Regions from separate parts of the Sus scrofa genome. Here region 2 is linked to region 1. A link is a contact called in public promoter capture Hi-C data. All regions are on one chromosome and are shown on one strand. The core of a region is the stretch at or near the end of the contact, and the rest is flanking DNA. Distances in the headings are between cores, read along the strand shown.

Region 1 (3,472 bases), core at 667-3,166:
AGACACCTGCTTTAGGGCTTGGGTTCCCAAGGATCACAGAGTCTTCAAGTCAGGGAGAAGGATTTTTTTCCCATTTCTGAGTGGAACCCTGCATTGGCACCCTAATGCTTTGCCTTCTAAACCCAGAGGATTAGAAATTTGGGAATATTCATGATCTGGGAATAGTGACACAGGCTCTGGCAATCTTATGATGGGTACTGAGCTCAAGGAGCTATGTGGGCAGTAGGGTGGACACAGAGGGGTTGGTGTTTAGCTCCTGGCTACAGGTACATAGGAGAGGTACCCTCATTGGGACTCCCTGGAGATTACTGAGAACTTTTTGGGAGGGAGACTGAGGCATCATTCTTATATAAATGGGAGCTTAAGTCAGTGTAAAAAGGTTACTGAAAGCAAACGTGACCATAATTTGTAATCATAATTTCGGCAGCCCCAGACAAAGTAGTTAGGAAGCAAAGCAAAACGGAGGACAACTGCAGCAAAATATTTGCAGAGTTAAAAGTTCAAAGATCACTTGAAAAACAAGAACTGTGATCCGAAACCCAAAAATGAGCTAGAAAGGAGTTACTTTTTCTTTCGTTTTAAAATTTATTGACAACAGAAGAGGGATAACCTGCAGAGTTTCAAAGCGCTCACATTATGAATACTCGGTAAAGGAATTCCTCTCTCCCTCCTTTCTTCCTTCTTCTTCCTCTTCCTCCCCTTCCTCCTCTCCTTCCTCTTCCTCTTCTTTCCCTTCCCCACTTCCTCTATCTCTCTCTTCTAAATAAAAATGCTGTCCAAGGTGTTTTTATAAGTAGTAGGCTTGGATCCCAGGACCTTTCCAAGGGGAGAACAGGAGCATCCTGTACTGTCCCAGAGCTTCCTTTTTCTGTTCTAACACAGGAGTTTCTGTTATTACTCCATGTGTCAGAGGGAAAATTGGGATTGGGGGCTTAACTGACCTGACCTCAGGTCTCGAAATAGTAGCAGTTTGAGACTCTGACTTAGAGCTCTTTTAGGAGTTAAATTGCTCCTGCACTGACACCTACATGGTTGTCAACAATAGGTGCACATTACTCTTCTGAAGAGCTTTAAAAAATATACCAAAGGATCTCTTGTCAGACCCATTAATTGGCTGAGCAGGTAAGAAGAGACTTAGGAGCCAAACTCTGAGTTTGAATCCTGCCTCTGCCACTTACTAGCTGTTTACCTGGACAAGGTACTTTACTTCTTTGTGCCTCAGTTTTTCTTTTTGTAAAGTAGGGATGAGAACACCGCCTCCTTTGTAGGGTTGTTCTAAGGATTAAATGAGTTGATGAGAATAAAACATTTGTAGCAGGGTCTGCCGTGTGGGAATCACTATTTAAAATCCTGCCAAACGCATCAGGGCAAACACTATAAGTGTTTATTAAGTAAATCAACAAAATAGAATCTGGTGATCAGTCTTTTATAAGTAGTCCCTCGCGGATTGTAATGAGCAGCCTGGGTTTTAAATCTGTGAATGTAGTGCCTCTTTGGGGATTCCGCCTGACGAAAAATTGGCATTAACTACTGAATGAAGGAGTTTCGGGGTGGGGGTGGGGTCTTGTGTTTTTTTTTTTTTTTTTTTTTAATGACTATTCAGGGTATTTTTTGGAAAGGTTATCTGACATTTCCCCCTACCTTGTGACTAACATTGAGCTAGTATACATTGCTCTTATACTGTATTTGGTGGGGAGTAGTCTTTTTTGTTGTTGTGGTCTCATAAGATGTTGTGCCCAGAAACCTGTTACCTGGATTCCTCAGGGACCAATGAGCGAAGGGAACCCGAGGGCAAAGGAACGCGCTCTATTCTCTCTGGGAGTTGTAGTCCCCTAAAGGGCCTATAAGCGCACAATGGCCAGCTAGGAACTATAATTCCCATAATGCCGCGCATTGCCCGTCCTCCATCTCTCCCTGAGCTCCCTCCCGGCTTCCCAGTACCGCCTCTTGGCGGCTGCAGAGGTACCATGGCCGACGACGGCGGCGGCCCTGACGAGGCGCCCAGTCCGCGGGGCTCCCCGGGTCGGGCGCCGCGAGTTCAGCGTGCGGTCGGGCCAGGCAGCGGCGGCGGCTGCGGGGAGACCCCGCGGACGGCGGCACTGGCGCTGCGCTTCGACAAGCCCATCAAGCAGGCCTTCTACAACACCGGGGCGGTGCTGTTCGTGTGCCTGTGCTGCGGCGCTGCAGTGCTTGTCTACTTCATCCTCGAGGCCTTTCTGCGGCCGCTGCTGTGGGCGGTGCTGTGCGGCACCTTCCTGCACCCTTTCAAGAGTTCGCTGACGCGCCTGGGCCGCCACTGGCTACAGCGCCTGCATCGCTCGCACACGCCCATCGTGCTGGCCGCACTGCTGCTGCCACTCTGCTTCGCCGACTATGGCGTGGAGGCCCTGGGTGAGCAGGCGCTGCGCCGCCGCCGCCTGCTGCTGCTGCTTGGCGCCGGCGGCCCTCTCCTCTACGGCCTCTACAGTCTGGGCAGCTACCTGGGCGTGCAGGTGCTGCTGGTGCACGTCGGCGTTCTCATCTGCCGCGGGCTGGACTATTTCAGCAGCCTGTGGGTGAGTGAGCTTCGGCCGGGGGCCTCGGCTGTCCCCGCGGGCCTGCGTTCTCTTCACCACTCCCCCCAGTTCGCTGGCGTGCGAGTCTGCGGTCCCTTCGCACTCTGTAAGGGCGGCCAAAGGTCCACACGTGCAGGGCGGACACTGTTCGTCTTTGCCTTCTTTCCCGTGCGCGGGAGGAACTTTGCGCCCTTCCTCCCAAAGTGAGGGCGGGTGTAGTTTGAAACAGCCTCCCGGTCCCCAGCCCCTTTCATAGCCAGCCCTCTTAGCGGGACGTCTTCCCTGCGGGGAATCGCTGTTCCGCTTTGCAGTGCATCGACGGGTGGACAAGAATTTACTTCTGATCGGGGAGAGCGGGGCTCTAGCCGTCTTTATTTCTGCTCACCGGGGACTTTCCTGGGTGTTGGAACTGGAAGGGACCTTAGATATCCTAGTCCAACCTGTTATGCTACAGATAGGAGAGGTGACTTCTTACTAGCTAAGGCTAGTTAGGGACAAAGAGAGGAATGGATGACGCAGGTTTCTCAAGTCCTACAACAGAACTTTCTTAATAGTTCAGAGCTGCCTCTCAGTTCAGGTGATTTCAGTATATTTCGTGCCAGAGCATTGGGTGCTGAGCCTCCGGGGCCGCTTCTTCGCCACACTATTCTTGGGAATTACTTTTGTTGTGCAGGAACTGCTGTGTGACATCACATTTTCTCCCGTCTGAATTACTTAAGTAGTCTGGGTGAAGGATAGGTATATTTGTGATTCTTGGATCATCCTGAGCTTATTCTTAGAAAATTAAGGAGCTTTTTAGAATTGGAAGGGATTTCCTAACTCAGACCATATTGTAAATTAGTCATATATTTCACCGCGGACAAATATCAGTGGATATTTAATGCATAAGAATACTATTAAATCAATAATCAGTACCA
Region 2 (3,535 bases), core at 615-3,114, 190 kb before region 1:
GAGAGTGGGCCTCTGAAAGCTGACTGCAGATGTCCCCACAGAACACACCATCCCACCAGAGATCCCTGTAGGGCCATAAAGGAAACGCTAGGTGATAAGTGGGTATGGCAGCTGCCCTTCAGGAACTCTGAGACCTCAGGCAGGGATATTACTTCTTTAATCCCCCTAAGTCAATGGGGATCAACAGAACTATCTGGAAGGGTTGGAGTGAGGATAATGAAAACATCATTCATGAAATCACCTAAGATGCCTCCTAAATTCATCCCTCTCTCTCTTTCCCCCTTCTGCTGTTGCCACTGCCTCCCTCGAGGCCTCTCAGAAACGGTGACTGCTTGCCAATCATGTCACATGCCTCAGCCTGGCAGTGGTTAGAAGCAACAGCTTTAAATCCCAGCAAACAAGCCTCTGTTAACCATGAAACTGGAGCAAGTCTCTTAAGCTCTCTAAGCTTCCATTTCCTCCTCTGTACAATGGGGATAAAATCTTCTATGGAATCAGGCTGTCTTGAGGACTGAGTGAGATGATGAATGGGAAGGGCTTAGCCCAGTGTCAGGCTCACACATACACACACATACCCAAAGCAGTGCTACTCTTCTCTGGAGGCCTGACCTCCTTTCAGCCACACTGGACAACCCAGTTCTCCCTGAGCCTGGACTTGAACTTGTCTGAGGGGCATTGTTTGTAAACACTTGCCTGTGCCTCCCATACTCGAAATGTGTCTGTCCTATACTACCCTCCTCTCTCTGCTTCCCAGTAACTTGTTCAGCCTTTACTAGCCTCCTCAGTTATGGCTATTTCTGCAGGCCTCTACCTCAATCGATACTGGACGCGAGTTCCTTGAGGTAAAGTGGTTTCCTGCGTAGTAGGTTGGAAAAGTACTCTGTCCTTGCTCAGCCTCTATTTCCTTATTAGGAATGAGTCCATTGGATGGCAGTGGCAGAAAAGACGCTTCTGGCTCTGAGATCGTAAACTGACAACTTAAGTAGCAGAGACCTTGTTGATTACCTAGTCCACTCCTCTCCTTTTCCGGGAGGGGAAACTTGAGGGCCTGGTGGAGCCTTCGCTTCAGGCTCTTCTCTCTCTGGCTTCCTGAGCAAGGATCCCCTAAGGGCAGGCGGCCCCTTTTGCCTAACTAGGCAAGGGGAGACTCTCAGGCGTCTCCAGGGCTCGGGGCGCCGGAAACACGTGTGTGCTCACCTACGTGTACACACGTGAACACACCTACAGCAGCAGGGGGCGCTCGGGCCGGCAGGGGGCAGCACAGACCCGGTTTGCAAATACCCGGCGCAGCCCCGAGGGAGGAGGGCGTGCTGCAGTCCCGGCGGCGGCGGCGGCGGCGGCGGCTGGAGGTGCTGCCTCCCAGGTGGGAGGCGGGGGCTGCGGGCGCAGGAAAAGGCGCCTGGGGAGCGGGCGCTCGGCGGGGCCTCCTCCGGCCCGGGCGCGACGCGGCGAGTGGGAGCGAGCGCGCCAGGAGCACGCAGGCGCCCTGCTCCGGCTGGCCCTCGGCCGGCGCGCCGCGCGGGAGCAGCCCGCAGCCCGCCCCCGCGCCCCCCGCAGCCCCCCGGGCCGCCCGCGGCCGGCCGTCTGTAGCGGGCCCTCCGCAGCGAGGACAGGCCGCCAGCCCGGGAGAGCGCGTGGAGGCGGAGGCGGCGGCGGGACGGCTCCGGGGCCGCCCCGAGCGCGCCCTCCCGCCCGCGGCCACTCGCAGCCGGCGCTGGCCGGGCCGGCGCGCCCCGCAGGCAGCCGGAGCGCGGCCTCGGCCTCGGCGGGAGCGAGCCCCGGGCCGCAGCCCGCGGGAGGCGGCGCGGGCGGTCTCGGGCACTGACGGCGTCGCGGGGCGCTCCCGGGCGGCGGCGCAGCGGCGGCGGCGGCGGCGGCGCAGGGGGCGGAGGCAAGGGGACGCCCCCAGCCAGGATGCTGCGGTTCCTGCGCCGGACCTTTGGCCGCCGCTCAATGCAGCGCTACGCGCGGGGCGCGGCAGGGCGCGGGGCCGCCGGGCTGGGGGACGAGCGCGACGGGGGCCCGCGGGGGGCCCGGCCGCCGCTGTCTCCACGCTGCCCGCCGCCCCCGGGGGCAGCGTGTTCCCAGCCAGCGGCGGGCCCCTGCTCACTGGCGGCGCGGCCGTGCACATCTCCGCCGCAGGAGCCTCCAAGGCCACCCTCTACTGCCGCGTCTTCCTGCTCGACGGGACCGAAGTGAGCGTGGACCTGCCGGTGAGTGACGGAGCCGGTCCGGGACACTGGCACCCCGCGGCCCCCGGGGCAGCTCTCCTTCCCCGATGCTTCCCTCCGGGGCACTCCCCTTGCACCTCTCCGGGATCCCCTCCCCCTTCTGCCAGCGCTTCCCTAGTCCTGGTTCCCTCTCGGGCCACCCTGTCCCGGCTTCTTCCGGGGGCCCCCATCCCTGGCCCGCACCCCTGAGTCCCAAGTCCCCGCCCCCTGGCGCGGGTGATCGGTGTTCCCCTTCCATCCCTTAGGTTCCTGCAGCAGCCTTCTTGATGCTGGGTTATTGGTTAGAAAATCTCAAAGCAATGCCTTGGGGTGGCCCACTTGCCCCCACAAAGTCGCCACCAGGCCTTGGTGTGACGACAGGGAGGAGAAGCCTCCTCGCCTACTGGCCGTCAGGTGCCCCAAGTTTGGGAAGGAGCCAGGGGACCATTTCTGCTCTCTCCTGATCCCATCTCGGCGCCCCCCGCCCCCCATTCCCATCCTAAAGGGCCCCCCTGGCCCGCTTCCTCACAGGGGGGTTGGGCCACTCGGGAGCTAAGTCTGGAATCGGCTCTCCCACATCAGGCCAACTTTGCACCGGCAGAGCCCCTGCTGGGGCGTTGGGAGTGGGCCCCGAGGTGCCCACGGCCTGGCGCGCCGGACTTTCTCCGAGGGTAGCGTGAGGGGAGCCGCGGAGGCACTCCAGGGCGGCTGCGCGGAGGCCTCAGTCCCGGGCCACCCGCCCACAGGTGGTTGCACCCCGCCCCCTCCAGCGGAGAGCTAGGCTGGCGCTGCGGTCCCCGCCAGGGCGGCCGGCTACCTACGTGTCTTTCTAGCCGAAGGGGCCAGATTGATCAAATCAAACCCGCACATTAATGGGGCGCCTACTGTGCACCCGGCGCTGCGGCAGACGGTGCCTTTGGGAATCTTTGGGTGTGACTGAGAACACAGGAACGATTGAGCTTTAAGATGAATGTTACCGATCATCCCGAGGGTTTCAAGGGAAAAAAGAAATAACCTACCGGCACTTCCAAAGACAGCATTTAGTGGGGGAAATTGGGCTTCAGGAGAGAACTGGAAACCTGTAAGGGTTCTGAATGGGGAAGTCAGAGCCTGCCGGGCCTGGGGTTTGATGTTTCCTTGTGTAGGTTTAATTTTGAGACTGTTTCAATTTACGGCAATTTTATTTTTGCGGTTCCTGGTGCTCTCCATGGAATATCATCTTGTTAGGATAATACCCTTTGGGGGCCTTTTTAATTCATGGAAAAGGGGCCCACATTCCAGTCTTAGAGCAGCTGTCTTTAAAATAGTATTCAAACGTTACAGCT

The links. Promoter capture Hi-C pulls out the DNA fragments that hold promoters and counts their contacts.
Region 2: a contact with region 1 is called in a promoter capture Hi-C map of liver, with 3 times the contacts expected there. The contact joins the promoter of EPB41L4B here to the promoter of TMEM245 in region 1. A contact is called at or near these places in 1 of 5 promoter capture datasets (liver) and 3 of 47 Hi-C or Micro-C datasets (heart right ventricle and liver).

The regions. Positions count from the first base shown.
Region 1 is chr1:250,180,271-250,183,742 of Sscrofa11.1, reverse strand. It overlaps TMEM245 (transmembrane protein 245), which reads left to right and starts at 1,916. Exons shown (of 17, transcript XM_021067267.1): 1 at 1,916-2,555. The coding sequence starts at 1,968.
Region 2 is chr1:250,367,226-250,370,760 of Sscrofa11.1, reverse strand. EPB41L4B (band 4.1-like protein 4B) reads left to right here and starts at 1,864. Exons shown (of 27, transcript XM_021067313.1): 1 at 1,864-2,023; 2 at 2,026-2,213. The coding sequence starts at 1,915.